Linked DNA regions of Rattus norvegicus: region 1 is linked to region 2. Evidence: chromatin contacts called from public Hi-C data. All regions are on one chromosome and are shown on one strand. Each heading gives the region's core, a stretch centred on a gene start, on an enhancer-like site or on the middle of the called end of the contact. The rest is flanking DNA. Distances are from core to core; before and after follow the strand shown.

Region 1 (3,366 bases), core at 395-2,894, 290 kb after region 2:
ACAACATGCAGAGAGCACTTAGAGCTACTCCAGGGAAGAGCGATCAGAAGTATGCTGGAGGTACGCTGACAGAAAAGAGACAAACACGGTGGTTTGTCTAAGTTGAGGGAGAACAGTCCTAGTTCAGCTGGCAGGTGGTGTCTTTCGCTTATGAAGTGTGAAGCACTAGGGAGAGCCTAGTGTGAACTAACCACCAAAGCCACACTTAACAGCGCTGGTGCCATGGCAACCGAGTCAGCAGCTTAGTTAGCGTCCGTCTCGCCTGGCTTTGGTGCTTGTTAGCTGTGTGACCTTGGTCAGGTCACATGCTCTTTCTGTAGACTCTAAGTAGCCTATCACACAGAAGGTTGTGCTAGTTAAACAGACCATTCAGCCTATGGTTAGACATTCCTTTAGTCCCTGCACTTGGGAGGCAGAGATAAGTAAATCTCTGTGAGTTCAAGGCCAAACTGGCAAGATCCAGGACAGCCAGAGACACCCCCTCCAAAAGACCATTCACTGGGCAGGAGAGAAGGCCCAGTAGGTAGGGGCATTGCAAAGGCGGTTTCAGAGGACCTATCTTCTATTCCCAGCACCGTCAGGACCTCTCACAGCTACCTCACTCCTGTTCCAGGGGATCTGATGCCCTCCTTGGGCCCCTGCTGGCACGAGACACATACACGGTGCACAGGCATACAAGCAGGCAAGGCACCCCCGCACATAAAATGAAATATTACAAAAACATTGCATGCATCAAAAGCACACACACTAAGATGAGACAGAGCTTAGCAGTTGCTACTTCATGTCCTCACCTCTGGGTCTGTAAAGCCACCCGAGGTCTGAGAGGCAGGGTAAAGCAAAACCAAACAAAACCAAAACAAGCCGAAGGGAAAGGCCTTAAGCAAACAGTACAGTCCAGGCTCTCGGAGGTGAGAAGTCTACGGAAGAAGCCCAGAGGATTTTACTGGAGTTACCAGGTAGAACACACAACACCCAGATCTGAATTTCAGATGAACAAGGAATGTCTTCAATGTCCCAAATATTGCACCAGACATTCTTTTACTAAATAAATTATTCATTGTTTATCTGAAATTCTAGTATAAACGGGTGTCAGTGGTTTCATTTACCAAGTCATGCAACCTTGACAGACTGATTTTTGTAAGAAATCTCTTAACCCTGTAAGGAGACTTAGAGCTCAGAGGAACCTGCCTGACCTGGGCAACTGCAAAGCCATCCAGGGAAAGGTCACACCCTCCACCACCCTTTGTTCTGTGAAGCGAGGGCCTCTCGGATAAAAAACCTCAAGTGAGCAATTTTACCTTCCCTGCACCCTCTATCTGAGTCTCCGCAGAGAGTGCTGGGAAAACTGCTGTAGCCTCCTTACCCGCTTGGGTCTCTGCGACCCACGTTTTTCCTTGGGTGAGGCCCTGTGGTCACGCTATAGTGACTGAACCCCTGCCACACCCTGCTTGGTTGCTGTGGGTGGGAGCAGAAGAGGTAGAGACAGGGAGAGGAGAATGCGTAGACATTTGGATCAGCTGGGTTGCGCTCTGTCGGATGGTCTCACGAAACTTTAATTGCTGCTTTGATGCCGAGTGGCAGTGCACCGTCCTTGCCAGGCCTGACTCGAGAGGCTGCTTGCACGGAGTCAGACGTGGCTCTTGTTGCACTTTCGAGCACCTCATGGCAGCGGCTCTTTTACGTTAAGGAGGAAACTCTGTGGTTAAACTGTAGCCTAGGTATTTTTAGAGCCGTTACCATGTTAACCAAATTTCATACATTTCACCTGCAGGATATGCACTAACACCAAGGCCTTCCTTAAAGGCTACCTCCCCAAATAAATAATTAAAATATGTGAACAATTAATACTGTTTTTAGGACTAAGACCATGCTGTCTGAGAACACATTCCCTAGTACTGACACCTTTTCTCTTCTATATTTTTTTCTTTTTTGAATGGATGGACGGTAATGTCTTTAGGAAGTACCTTTTTCTTTGATACAAGTGACTTGAAGGGCTAGAACCAAAAGCTTAAAGCTGGTTAGTTCTAAAGGTCAGAGCCCGAAGGCAGCGACTCCTTTGTTAATCATTAAGCTTTTCTAAGCTTCTTCTGACAGAATTCTGGCTTTGTGCCCCCTGTCTTGGGTCATTTTACACTGTGAATCCTTATGCTGCTCCAGCTCTTAAGAATGCAGCAAAGGTTAGGAGAAAGACATAGCTCTTGTTGCTGTTTTCTCCTAGTCAATCTGGCATCGCCCTTATGCTTTCGGGAGGCAGAGGCAGTTTGTGTCGAGGGCATCTTCACTCGCCCAGCTGGAGAGCATTTAAAGAGGACCCATGGGTCCAGATGTGATGGAAGGAACACCCACTTAGCCATAAAGTGAGAGTCCCCATCGTTGCTGACCAGTGACTTTCACCACTAATCCCATCACTGAAAGTTCAAGATAGAACAGAACAACTGAGTGCTATCAAATATTATCTTCCACCATCAGCTTTGACATACTTAGAATCCGCTGTGTTAGCCCAATGAGGTTCAAATGACAAGATGTCTCACTGCCAAGTTCAATGCCAGTTTATCTTCTAGTCATCTGAATAAAAGTCACTCCGCACCAAAAAAATTCCCTTAAACACAACTAAATTCGGTTTTATGGACCAAGGGACATTAAGCTGCTAAAACACATGCTTTCAAAGTCGAATGTGGAAAAGCTGCCCTGTTTCTCAAGGGAAAAAATACACAGTTAAACCTTGCTTATTCATAATAACCCAAACTTCCGGAAGGCTTAAGCATTTGGAATTGCTCCAAACCCAAAAGAGGGGAGGAGGGAAAGGGAAGGGTTTGGAGAGCAAGGGGATGGGGAGGGGGGTTGGAGGAAGAGAGGGACAGAATGAACCAGCAGCAAGCAAGCCAGTTTTTAGAAGTAGACCTGAAACCCTAGCAACACTGAAAGGAGACCTGGAGCTTGCATCTGATTGGCTTACCAGCCAGAAGGAATGCTGAGCTCTGATTGGCTAGTGATGATGTCTCCAAATAATCAGCCTTTTGCAGGGAAGCAAATTTATCTGGCAGAAAAGACAGGAGGTAGAAGAAGCAGGCAAGAAGCAAAGGGAGGGGGACAGGGCAAAATGAATGGCAGGTTATTTGTAACAAAGGTGGCAGCTGAGATGACAAGGAGGACAAAAATAACTATTTATGTAACTGTTTACAGTTTTTACAAAATGGGCTCCGTATAATCACTGATATTGTCTTCAGAAGGACCTTCAAGGATTGCAGAAGTGAAATGACATTCCCTAGGTTACACAGCTAGTAAGAAAAAAGCTGAGCTCATCCAGCTCTAATCCAGGGCTGTTGACACCACAGTCTCTGGAGAGAACAATTTGGAGTTCTTCTG
Region 2 (3,075 bases), core at 262-2,761:
TTAGATGGTCATGGTGGGGTAAATGTGGGGCCCTGGAATCAGATAAAATGGTTTTGGGTCTCATGCGGACCAGTTGGATGGCCCCAGGCATGTGGTTGGAGCAGGGTAACCAACCCATCCAGTTTGCACGGGGCTTTCCCAGTGCTGGCACTGAAAGTCTCATGCCCCGGGGAATTTCCAAGTCCTGGGAAAACTGGAGCAGCTTGCCCGGGACTGTTCTGAGTTTAAAACTTAAAGGTCCATGTCCTGAGAACTGTTTCAGTGGTGAGCAAATCAAGGCAATTAGGGGGAACCCATTTGACCAACTTTCACCTTGGTTCCTTTATGTAAAAAGTAAAGAAAATAAAAGTTCCTTCCTTAGCGTCTTATGTGGGTTGAATGCGATGGCATACACAGAGCCTGCAGCACACAGGCTGTCACGGGGAAGGCAACACACCAACATTTGCTGGATAGATGAGCGAGAGGGATCCAGGGATGAACCAGTGAGGGGTGGAAGGGGAAGGGAGAGAGCCCCAGCTTGGCTGAGAGAACGAGCAGAGCCAGTGGCTCTGTGTCGGGAGCTTTGCGCTGGGATTCTACCTGTGTTTATAAAAGAAGATTTGCCAGGAAAGTTAATGAAGTTAACAAGGAAAATGCTGGCCATTGAAGAGGACAGACAGGCGACAGTAACACCATTTCCTTTTAATATGTCTGCTGATGTAATGGGTCTCCACCCGAGGATTCACAAGATGGATGTCTCTGCTCTCTGGTTCAGCAGATACTGTGGACTCATGCTCAAGTGAGATAAAGGGGTGTGTGACTTCCACGTCCATTCATTTGTTGGTTGAGGCTTTCATTCAATGGCCATTTAAGAATATATGTATATGTACATGTGTGTTTCTGTCTGTCTGTCTTCTGTCTCTGTGTCTCTGTCTCTGCCTCTCTCTCTCTCTCTCTCTCTCCTGCGTGTGTGTTAGGCACAGTTAGCCTCTGGGAAACTACAAAGAAACAATACAAAGTAGTTCATGTGCTTGGAAATTTTTATGATAAAATATTTTTCAATATACTTATTTTACACACACACACACACACACACACACACACACATGAGGAATGAGCTACAACTCCTCTTTCCTTAGCTGAGCCTTCTGATAACTGTACTTAAAACTGGAGTCTTCTTTTGGATCTGACAGAAATCAGAAGCAAGGAAATCAGGAAGCACTTATTGAGATGGTCTGAGGTCAGTAAAGTCAGACTAGACAGAGAGAAGGAAGGGGATGGAGAACAGTGGGTATAGAGAGAAAGAGGCAGGGAGGAGAGGGGATGTCTTAGTTTTCTTTCTATCACTGTGAAATACCACAACCAAAAGTAACTTGGCAGGAAAGACTGGTTCACAAGTCCCTAACACGGTGCATTACTAAGGAAAGTTGGGGTAGGAACCCAGGAGCGGAGGCAGGAGCCAAGGAGTACTGTGCTCACTGGCTCACTCCCCATCACTTGCTCAGTTCTCTCTCTCTTTTGCCCAGGGGCAGCACCACCCGCAGTGAACTTGGCCCTCTCATGGCAATCATTAATCAGGAAAATGACCCAGAGACTTGCCTATAGGCTAATCTGAAGAAGGCCTTTTCTCACTTGAGGTTCCCTCTTCCCAGATGACCTGTGTCAAGTTGACAAAAACCTAACCAGCACAGGGAAGCAGGGATGTGAGGGACAGGGAGGGGGAGGGGGAGGGGGGAGGGGGGAGGGGGGAGGGGGAGGAGGAGGAGGGGGAGGAGGAGGAGGAGGGGGGGGAGGAGGAGGGGGGGAGGAGGAGGAGGGGGGAGGAGGGGGGGAGGAGGGGGGAGGAAGAGGAGGAGGAGGGGGGAGGAGGAGGAGGAGGAGAGAGCAAGGAGGAAGTAGAGAGGAAGAGTTGTGGGGGCAGGGACCAGGGAGGAGAAGAGAAAGGAGAAAAGGAGGGGGAGGGGAACAAGGACGTGGGTTGCAGAGAGGAGAAAGGAGGCAGGGAGGGTGGGGTCCGTGGAAGGAAGCAGGGAAATTGGACGTCCGAATGAAGGGGTCTGAGAGGCATGGGTGGGAAGGGCTGACAGAGGACACAAACAGAAGCTGAGGGAGAGCAACTGCATTCAGGCAGGCCGCTTCTTAGCTACAGGCAGCCCCTGGTGGAATCAGAAGGTGGAGGGAGACTCTAAGCAAGAGGCCCTCATTTAATAGAGATGTTTTCTGTTTAACCACAGCTAAGAGGAAATGGGGGAAAGGTTAAGGCATGGGGAGGAAGATGTGATTCGACTGTGTCTCTCCGTCCATTTTGCCTGTGATTTTTTTTTCTCTTGGGCTCCAGTGTGTGGCCCTAGACCCTTTCTCATACCAAAGGTGTCTTCAGGGGAGAGCTGTTCCCCTGACATCAGCTGAGGTGAGTCTTGCTGACCTGGGACACCTCCCTCAGGCACTGGCAACATTGCAGACCACTGCTTCCCCAAAGAGCTTCCTTCCTCTGCAGAACCGCTCTGATGCAACTTAGAACACACCCTTCCTTTTCTATCACCTGAGAGCAGGTCAGGGTCTGGTCAGAACTCCTTTATCTCATTATTCCTCAACACCCATCCCCCCCTTTCTGTTTATACATTTCCGAGTCTTTCATGAAGTAAGAGACTGTGAATAAAAGCATCTAGTGCATGCTAGAACTCAAGAGTCCAAGAAGGAAGAATTGTATGGGAATAACAAGTTCTCTTGGCCTTGGCAAACATCAGACTGAAGAGGCTTTCAGAGCATAATATTTAGGGACCATGGATAAATTCCGTGATGTGAGCCAAGTGGTCAGATCTTTGGCTGCTGCCACTAGGTGAAGCCTCAGGTCCAGTGTGCCTAGCCCATGGCGGATACCATTAGGACATAATTCTTCAGCCCCAGATGGCCATTTTTTTCCTGTCTCGGGTTGTTTTCTTTTGCTTTAGCACAGTGGCTCTCAACCTTCCTAACGGTGCAACCCTTTAATATGGTGCTTCATGTTGTAGTGACCCACAACCGTAAAATTATTTTCGTTGTTTTTTTCCTAACTGTAATTTTGCTACTGTTATGAACCGTAATATAAATATCTGT

Evidence for each region. Hi-C and Micro-C count contacts between places; a contact is called where the count stands out from the background.
Region 1: a contact with region 2 is called in a Hi-C map of kidney, with 2.2 times the contacts expected there. The contact joins two enhancer-like sites. A contact is called at or near these places in 4 of 12 Hi-C or Micro-C datasets (the A7r5 cell line, Schwann cells, frontal cortex and 1 more).

What each region holds. Positions count from the first base shown.
Region 1 is chr1:240,539,562-240,542,927 of GRCr8, forward strand. All of the region lies in intron 4 of Rnls (renalase, FAD-dependent amine oxidase), which reads right to left. Among named protein-coding and RNA genes, the nearest start is that of Rnls, 180 kb to the right of the region's middle. Within about 2 kb of position 1,645, at least 43 of the 93 cell types and tissues checked have an H3K27ac peak or open chromatin away from gene starts, as enhancers often do. A contact at or near this core is called in kidney, where this site is marked.
Region 2 is chr1:240,250,835-240,253,909 of GRCr8, forward strand. No RefSeq gene overlaps it. Among named protein-coding and RNA genes, the nearest start is that of Pten, 210 kb to the left of the region's middle. Within about 2 kb of position 1,512, at least 5 of the 93 cell types and tissues checked have an H3K27ac peak or open chromatin away from gene starts, as enhancers often do. A contact at or near this core is called in kidney, where this site is marked.